Regions from separate parts of the Siniperca chuatsi genome. Here region 2 is linked to region 1. The links are chromatin contacts, called in public Hi-C maps. All regions are on one chromosome and are shown on one strand. The core of a region is the stretch at or near the end of the contact, and the rest is flanking DNA. Distances in the headings are between cores, read along the strand shown.

Region 1 (4,360 bases), core at 216-2,715:
TCTTCATCAGCAGATTGAGTGTTCTTAGTTGTTATAGAGCTGCAAATGTTCAAACTTCCTCGATTCTGAGCTTGACAGTTCATTCTAGTTTCAAGGTCCAAAGGTCAAAGCTGAAACTGACTGACTTTTGAGCGCAGCATTGAGGTGTGCTATCTCAGCCTAAGGCCTCTTCGCTCTCTCCACAGAAAGACAATGACTCACGCAGGCGCAAAGTGATACTGCCACTGATCGCGTGTATAGGGTCTAATTAGATTTTCAACTGATTGTAATTGTCCGATTTAATGCATTTAAGTTCCCAGACTTAAGTTTGAAAAATAAAAAACACACAAAATGATACGTTGCTGGTTTAGAGCCGATATGTTTGTATTTCAGTGAAGATACTTGCTGACAACAATATAATTCAGGGGAAACGTGGAATACTTGCTTTAGGCATGAAAGGTCAAATTTAGATTTAGTGAATAACGGCTTAAATATCAGCAACTTTAAAATACAGCACACTTAAAGTATAGTTGCACTAAATAGTCAGACAATAAATGTTATTTGGAATAAACCTGGAGGTACGAGGCTGTGAGTGTGTGTTGGGGTAGTCAGGCGGCCAGACATCTTACCTGACATACTGGTGGGGTTCAAGGCCAAGACGTCATCCTCAGAGCCTCCTCAGACATCTGGGTACCTACCTAGCTGAACACAGAGCCAAGAAACCATCACTCACTACGTGTATTACTTATATCATAGTTGATGATAACAACACTTCAATCTAATATCTTAAAACAAGGTATTTTGTGCCATTCCTGCTGTGCCATTTTAGCAACTAAAAGCGTGTGTTAAGAGGAAAAAGTGCCACTAATTTGATGTAATCAGCCTCTTCAGCTTGATAAAACAGGTTGAAAGAGATGTCCGATGCCTCTGTTTGCATATCAGGGGACATTCAAGGATGCAGGTATTACTGTGTTGTCAGTTTATCAAAAGGGAATCTTGCAGACTGTTCTAATGTTTTGGCCCTTGTGACATTTTGCCGCAGTGTAGGGTGACATCTAGTGGTCAAACATGGAAAACCACTTTACACAACCTCACAACACCTTTTTTTAGAAATGAGGTGTTGATTGCAGACTTTTTATTCTCAAGGTTTGATTTTTTTTTTTCTCTATCACATACTCCATGTGATAATAAAGGAGCAAACACATTAAAAGCATAAAATGTTACAGTCACAGCAGTGTGTGTTCATCTTGGATCAGATAGTCGAGTTGAGGCAAAGCAGAGTAAAGTTTAAAGGTCAGAACCAGAAATACTTTATTGATCCCGAAGGGGAGACGCTTTCGTTACAGCTGCTCACTGTCACGTCAGTGCACACTTGAGAACAGAAGGAACAGAAGTACTAAGCAAATCAAAATATAATACATACAAAAGGCGTTGCGGAGACACACGATGTGCTGCAGTTCATCAGAAATGCACACAGACAAATGCTGTACACACACACATGCACACACATTCAGTGCTGGGGTTGCATATATGAAGTACATCAGAAAAACGACCTGATGGGAAACTACACATGGAGGATGATTACACGCACGTTACTATGTTGGGTCGTCTTTGATCATATTCAGGATGTGAGATTTACATGGATTATAGAGAAACATGGTGACTCATGATTCCAATATGTGTTTTGTGACGAGCACTTTCTGACATTTCTATCCTGACCGAATTACAGTTTAGGGTTTCTGGATTTTCCTCCTGTACTTCTCCTGGATTTGGCTTCTCATTAAGACCAGTAGTGGAAGACGAGAGAAACAATACAACTCATAATAATTTGGTTGGCAAAACAATCTAACCTCAAGGCCCATTTCCTAGCTGTTCTGGAGTCCCAGGCGGCGTGGGCTGGGGCGGCCAGCGGGACAGCTTTGAAACAGAGTTGCCAATTTATGTAGCCACTTGCCGGGCACGACATTGGCTGGCATTTAGCAGTGGGAATCAACCATTAAAACAACCAACCACTAAGACTTCCATTTTGTAACCCAGCCTATATGTGGTTTCTAAAACTCAGCCTGTCAACAAGCGCAGAAAAAAAAAAAAGAAAATGCAAAAAGAATTACAGCTTTCATAATTCCTTTGCACTGGAAGAACAGCTGGCTTGAAAAGCATTACAGGAAACTCTGCTTTTGTTTCACCCTAGAGAGCATTTAATATCCAGACAGCTGCTGGGGAAGGCTGGTTCATCCATACAACAGGTTTCTAAAGCCCTAATGAGGACATAGTCAGACAGATAGAGGCCCAAAGATTTTCTGGCTGGAACACATATGAAGATAGATGGAAATCAGTCAATGAACGGGCTAGAATGTACATACTTAGATGGAAGAGATAAATGATTGCAGGTCACAGTAGGGTGGTGAGATAATGAGATACAACAGATACTGAGCAAAGTCGAACTCCTCTCCTGGGGACATTTTTATAAATAACCTCCGATCAGATTTCTATATCATAGACAGGGGCTGAGTCTATTGCCTGAGCAGGCAGACTGCAGGAAAACCGTTGGCTCAAAGTCACACCGGATGTTGAGGGAAAATGAGTCTCTCCCGATTGCTGGCTTCCCAAAACTGGTTCCAGTTTCAGGTTAGTAAATTCCTACATTTGTGAAGCCCAGAGACTAACAAAACTCTTGTCAGATTGTCTTATAAATAAATAATAAACTTTATCTCTTTTTTTTTTTTATAGAGTTGCTACATGGGAGGGCCTGTGGGTTCCCAAAGCCTTTTTAAGACTTTTATTGGTATCCACAATGTTTCTTAACATAAATCATTTAAAGATTATTTTAGGTATTTCTGCTTTATTTAGAGTCTGACTGCTGAGGAGAGGCAGGAAGGGCGGGGGGGGGGGCCCATGCAGCAAAGGGCCCGGGCTGGAATCTGAACCCGGCCGCTGCGGTAAGGACTCAGCCAGGGCGCCCCACATAATCATTTCTTTGAAATCATGATTTTTTTTCCCCCTCTTCAGTTGGGTATGATGCAACCCTTTCACCAGACAAGAACTTATATTGGAACATTCTGCAACCGCCATTTCTTTTTACATCCAATTCCAGCTTTTTAAAATCTATAAAGTCTGCTCATGGCAATTACAGTACGGTTAAGGTATGGTTAGGGTTAGGCAATTGAAACACTTGGTTAAGGTTCAAGATAATAGTTTAGTCAATAAAAAGGCAAACGTAAATTGCAAGTTTGCAACAATCACCTATAGCAGCGACTATGAACGTGACTTTTACTGCCTGAAATACCTTCTCACAGCATTTTGTTAATGTAAAGTTGGTGTTTATTTGCCTCTGTAGAAGGATCTAACCAGGACTAAAATATGTTTAATTTAATAAATGTAGACTAATATATGTAGCTAAAAAAAAAAAAAAAAAAACATCAGAGGAAACAGAGTTTGACGTAAACCAAACCAAACAGTCACACCTACTATAGGTGCTCACAGGGAGGCATTTCAGGACAGCCCGATTCCATCAGATAGGAGGTCCACAGATGGCAGTTTACTTTGGAAGGGGGAAAAAATCATCCAGCTGAGTGCTTTTGTGGCTCTGTAATTGCCATTTCTGCACATTAGTGTCCCAAATAAACTAAAGTGACAATAATGGACTTCCACCGCGGGCGAAAATTAGCTGCAGTGGCAGGGAGCAGGGTTGCTCCGGTCCAGCCTTTCCCTTTTCATCGAGCTTTGGCACATTTTGCTTTGGCCCATTTCTTCTCATTTCAAGTAAACACAACAGAATCTGTCAAACTTATAGAAAGCCTCCAGGGTTTCCTCCCTGTCTTTGCAAAACACAGGAGCACTGCTCCAGGCATGGCGTTACGGTGTGTCTCACATTTTCTCTGCTTGTACTTTATGTGCATATATTGATTTCTACCCTTGACTTTCCTGGAACTGACATGAGCCCAAATGGAGTCCTAAAAGAATCCACATTTTTTCTTGATGAGAAAGCGCTGAGCTATGATGCTGAGCAATTTAAACTACAGCCTGGTGTTTACTCTGTGACGGTGAGTTGTGTGTCATGCTGTGTACAGAGTGGTGTGTGTGTGTGTGTGCATGTATGTCCTTGAGCTAACATGCTGCAGCCTTCAAGCTGGCTTTGCTTCAACAATATCACAACCAGATACTGCTGGCTTTCTTTATACACCTACCCAGCTTCAATCACATTAGCACTGCTGCTAGCACGTAGCAAGTTACGTTAAACAGCTTCATCCACAGTATGCACAAGCAAAAACAATTCAAATAAAAAAATTACTTGCTCAGAAATGTTTCCAGATAATTTACAATATGCAACTGCTTTATGTATATGTATATATAAAATATATAACTAAGACAGACTTACTGC
Region 2 (4,660 bases), core at 176-2,675, 100 kb after region 1:
ATGGAACACATCAAAGAAGCTGTCAAATTTGGCCAGAGAGGGCGTTTGTCTGGCATCATGAGGCTTCGGATGTCTTCCACTGTGACACGCTGCACGCAGTAGTGGAATAATAAAACACAACAATGCAAAAATAGCAGCAAGGAAGAAAAAACAAACTTCTGACACATAAATCTGTTTTCATTTTTTTGAACTTTGAACTACATTGTTGCTTTTTTGTGAATGTTTTATAATTCTATTCTCAGGGCCTTCAATAATTATTAAAATGAAACCATCTGAGAAGTTTAGAGGGGAGATGTCTCTTTGGTGGAACTGCTAACAACTCCGAAACGATATTGAACTCTATAGCTATATACAGTATGCAGGTCTCATGTTCAGGGCCATATACCAGTGAGGACTCTGAGGGTCGCGTCCTTGATAATATTTTTAGCAGGTTGAATGACACGAAGAAGCGTTTCCATTGTACCATTACACTTCCACAACTGACTACTTGAGATAAAACTTGAGATCTGTGGTGCTGGGCCGATATCATGTGGTCTGATCCCGGCCTTCTGATGTCCTCTTTAAAGCGAGTGGCCTAACAGAATCTTGGGAACGTGTCTCCACTTTGATGACTGTTTAGAATAATGAAAAATAAAAAGTGGTTTTCATAGTTTAGCATCGCCTTTTTAGAGAAAAGACCTGTGACTGTCATTCCTATTATTATTACTTTATTAATATTAATATTACCTCCACCGTTACATTATTACTATTTTAAAATTCTATTTGTTGCCAAGTGCTTGCTCATGGTGGGATTTGTTGGGTCTCTGTAATTAATATTATAAAGAGTACGGTCTAGACCTGCTCTATAGGAAAAGTGCAATGAGATAACTTCTGTTATGAATTGGCGCTATATAAATAAAATTGAATAGAAATGAATCATAACATAAACATGTTCACATAAGGACACTTAATGTCTTGTTATGTAAGTGTTCAGTTCACGCTCATGTTGAATTGGGAAATTTGGAAACTTGGCCTGTCTCCAAACTATGTTCTAGACCTTTGATAAGTTGAAAGTACGGGCCATAAACACACCCTCTAATAAAAGACAGTATATTATTATACAGCGTCATTTAGCAGCAGCTGACTAACAGTGAGTGTTGCTGGGTTCGCTTCAGGCCACAGACTCAGTGAAGAGGAGTACAGGGTCTGTACTGCTAGAAACAGACTGAGATTTCTTTAGACTCCCACTGCTCTGTCCTCTGAGTCTGTAATCCCAACAGCTGGTTAGACAGTTTAAACACACACGGTAACCTCAGTCTCTCACCGGGTCACCGTGAAGCCTTCCCCAGCTGCCAAATCCAAATATTTCACTGCATCCTGGCAGTTCTCCCACGGTACTGATAAATGTGGCTTTGATGTGAGCCTTTTATTGTCTTTCCTCACAGTACGCATGAACACATGCTAAACAAGAATGAATTACATATTTGCTGTGTGTGGCACTTTTATGGTTTTATCTGATTGGTAGACAAACTTTTGGTACTGTGCCGATTTATGTAACATGGAAACAACAACAGTCTGCTGTTGCCATCAAGTGGTTATATGTGGGAACTGCACATCTGGAGAATTTGAAATGATCGGGTTTGTTGAATGTTTCTTTATGGCCTTTTTTAAATTTGTTGAGGAACCTTTACGTACTGTAGGTCTTTTCTGAAAATATCTTTGAACAAAATAATTTGATGCACGATGTGTCAAAAATTGGTCCCCAATTAAACACAACATCACAATCCAAAGCTCATATTTTGTCTCCAGAACATATAATGTACTGTATATATATATATATATATATATACAGTATATATGTATAATATTTTATATTCCAGTTCAATAAATGCCTTGAGCTTTTTATGAACTGTATTTTCTCCCCATGTTATTATCCTGTTGTCCTTATTGTAAGTTTGGAAAAAGCCTAAAGTGATAAAACATAGCCTATCTCATTACACTGAATTAAATGAACACACACAGCATGTGATAAGGCTAGAAGATAAGCAGTTGATAAGACTATGAGGACCATAAGAAAAACTGCAGCCAGACTCTTGTCCTATAAAGCAACCTCTTGGGCAGTTTTGCAGTGAAGGACGGTGGCAGAATTTAGAGCGAAATGAAACGGAACGCAATCAAAGCATTAAGAAGACCGGCGAATTGCCGAGCAACAGCCGACCTCATACATCATATTTATAGCAACGAGTATCAACAGGAAACAGGAACTCATGCAGTATGTGCTGATCACCCTGTGACTGCCAATTAAACTTCACAAAGACAAAGCAAAATGTCGAAACATCTAATATTTAGCTCCGTTTTTTTTGCTTTCCAAGCTTTCCCACCATTATTTTCAGTCGTTCAGTTTTTTGCAGCTGTCCATTTATGCATTGCATTGTGGGACAATAGTGACCATCAACAGCATACTCAGACAGTAAGTGTTTTAGTATGCATACTGACTGTTTTGAGTATACATCATGTTGTCACTGTTCTCAGTGAACACACTGTAGACTCATGAGCTGCTTAAAATCAGTGTGCAGTACGGGACTGGGACGGCTAAAAGCCATACAGAATGTAAAACAATCAGATATCTTGAGAGGCTTATTTATGGCAAATAAACAGTATAAAACTCACAATCTCCATAATGTCAAGTAGATGCATGTGGATAAAGTAAGGCAAATATGCAAAAACATCTGCCAAAAGTGATGGACAGGGATTTCAAACTGAGAATGCACAAAATCTTGATTTGCAGACTGCGATGGCAGATTGAATTTATTTCCTGATCATTTAACTCTTTTGTCTTTAATTAAACTCCTAAAACTCTTAACACACGAGGGAAATGGGAGAATCTCAGAAGGGACATGAGAAATTTGAGCTGTAGACACAGTTAATAGAAATACACAAGTCAATTATTTCATTCTAAATCTAGAATCTGCATAATGAGCCAAATGTTTCATAACACCTATACAGTGAGTCCAAGAACATTAACTCAAGGACTGTCCTCACAGTAAGTACAATGTTGAGGTACTACGACTTTACACTTCTACTACACTTTCAGGGCTAAATTTGTACTTTTTATTTCATTTATTTGACAGCTATAGTAAGAAGTTACTCTGCAGGTAAATTTTTTTATTATTTTATTATTACTACTCAATAATAAGGCTAAGAGAAGCAGAGGGGGGAATCATGTCTGACTTACAGCATGTGCCAAGGGGCGATGGGAAAACCAAGACAAAGAGGGGGAAAGAGGGCAGGATATAAAGGGGGAGGAAAGAAGTCCATGATTCTGTCCCCCATCACTTACATCAGAATCACTTTAGGAACAGATCTCTGCTCAGGAGGACTTATTGTCAATAAGTCTGACTGTTGTTGTGAGACGGATTTAAAAAAGGTGAACCTGTGCTTTTAGTAGGACTGTTGTAGCTTGTCGAGGTGGAGCCAGTTTGAACTACTTGCTGTTGTGTTTTAACCTATAAAAATGCATCCAAAAATCACATTAAAAGCTCGTCATATGTTTTTTTTTTTTATAAAAACAAGAAAAAGAGATAAAAAAAAAGACCAAGAAAAACAAAAACCCCACACAAGGTGCGGTGCCAGCACCCCCCCGGGCCTGAGAGTGCGGAGAAAGCCGAGCTACAACCGGCAGTTTACAGCTGCATGTTACCGATGGCATTTCAAATGACATGGAATTGATATTTATACTGTATTTGAAATGTACACTGAAAAGTAATGAGGAGCTCTTGGTGTATAATAAATGGAATGGAGTAAAAAATATAATATTTCCTTCCAAAATGTAGTGGAGTAGTAGAATAATATACTGCATATACATGAAGATAAAGTGGTATAAAATGGAAACAAGTACCTCAAAACTGTATTGAGTACCTGAGTAAATGTACTTGGTTACTTTTCACCATATAAAATATGATGTACTATTACAGAACAAACTACCCAACCATTTATAAAATGGTTAAATTTAGCTTCGACCCATACAACACATACATGCTTCTGTTAGAAATATCATATTACAATAGGGGACAATATTTTGACATACAATTTTAATTTAATGCGGGACTTTTCCTTGTAATGGAGTACTTTTCACAGTGTGATATTTATTCAAGTTGCAAGTTCTCTCAGCCTCAGTCATGCTCAGGTGGAACAGGAGATTCTTAAAAAATGAGTTCCCTCACTAGGGGGAGTACTTGTTTTTCATATCACTGTCACAACATTCCCCGACATATGATATCCTTGATGATAAAACAGCCATTTTCAAGCGCCTGTATTGTCTTGTGTCATTATCTGCAGCGTGTCATTGTTTCCTGCGCTGCCCTCAGTTTGACCCCGTCAACAGTTCCCCTGAGCTGTGTTGCAAACTCAGACAGATAGTCCTCTGAAGCCTGGTGAGCGTTCGCCACCGCCTGCTGACAGAGATAAGCAATCATACACCACAGGGCGAACTCGGACCTCCATCCGTCTGCAATGAGACGTGTTGTTCTCAGCAAAAATGCTTCGAACAATATCGTTTAACTGCAGCAGCAGCAGCGGCGGCAGCGCTCTTCTGGAAGGTCTGCGAGGAGCTCGGGAATGAACACGATGGAAGCACTTGCTGGGTGTTCGAAGCTGAGACTGAATGACGGATGCTGGGTGT

Evidence for each region. Hi-C and Micro-C count contacts between places; a contact is called where the count stands out from the background.
Region 2: a contact with region 1 is called in a Hi-C map of liver, with 2.7 times the contacts expected there. The contact joins two enhancer-like sites. A contact is called at or near these places in 3 of 3 Hi-C or Micro-C datasets (liver, skeletal muscle and an unstated tissue).

What each region holds. Positions count from the first base shown.
Region 1 is chrLG17:24,730,121-24,734,480 of ASM2008510v1, forward strand. thrb (thyroid hormone receptor beta) reads right to left here. Exons shown (of 9, transcript XM_044171197.1): 2 at 609-681. The coding sequence starts at 615. Among protein-coding and RNA genes, the nearest start is that of LOC122864106, 49 kb to the left of the region's middle. Within about 2 kb of position 1,466, the one cell type or tissue checked has an H3K27ac peak away from gene starts, as active enhancers do. A contact at or near this core is called in liver, where this site is marked.
Region 2 is chrLG17:24,834,641-24,839,300 of ASM2008510v1, forward strand. No RefSeq gene overlaps it. Among protein-coding and RNA genes, the nearest start is that of LOC122864107, 7.7 kb to the right of the region's middle. Within about 2 kb of position 1,426, the one cell type or tissue checked has an H3K27ac peak away from gene starts, as active enhancers do. A contact at or near this core is called in liver, where this site is marked.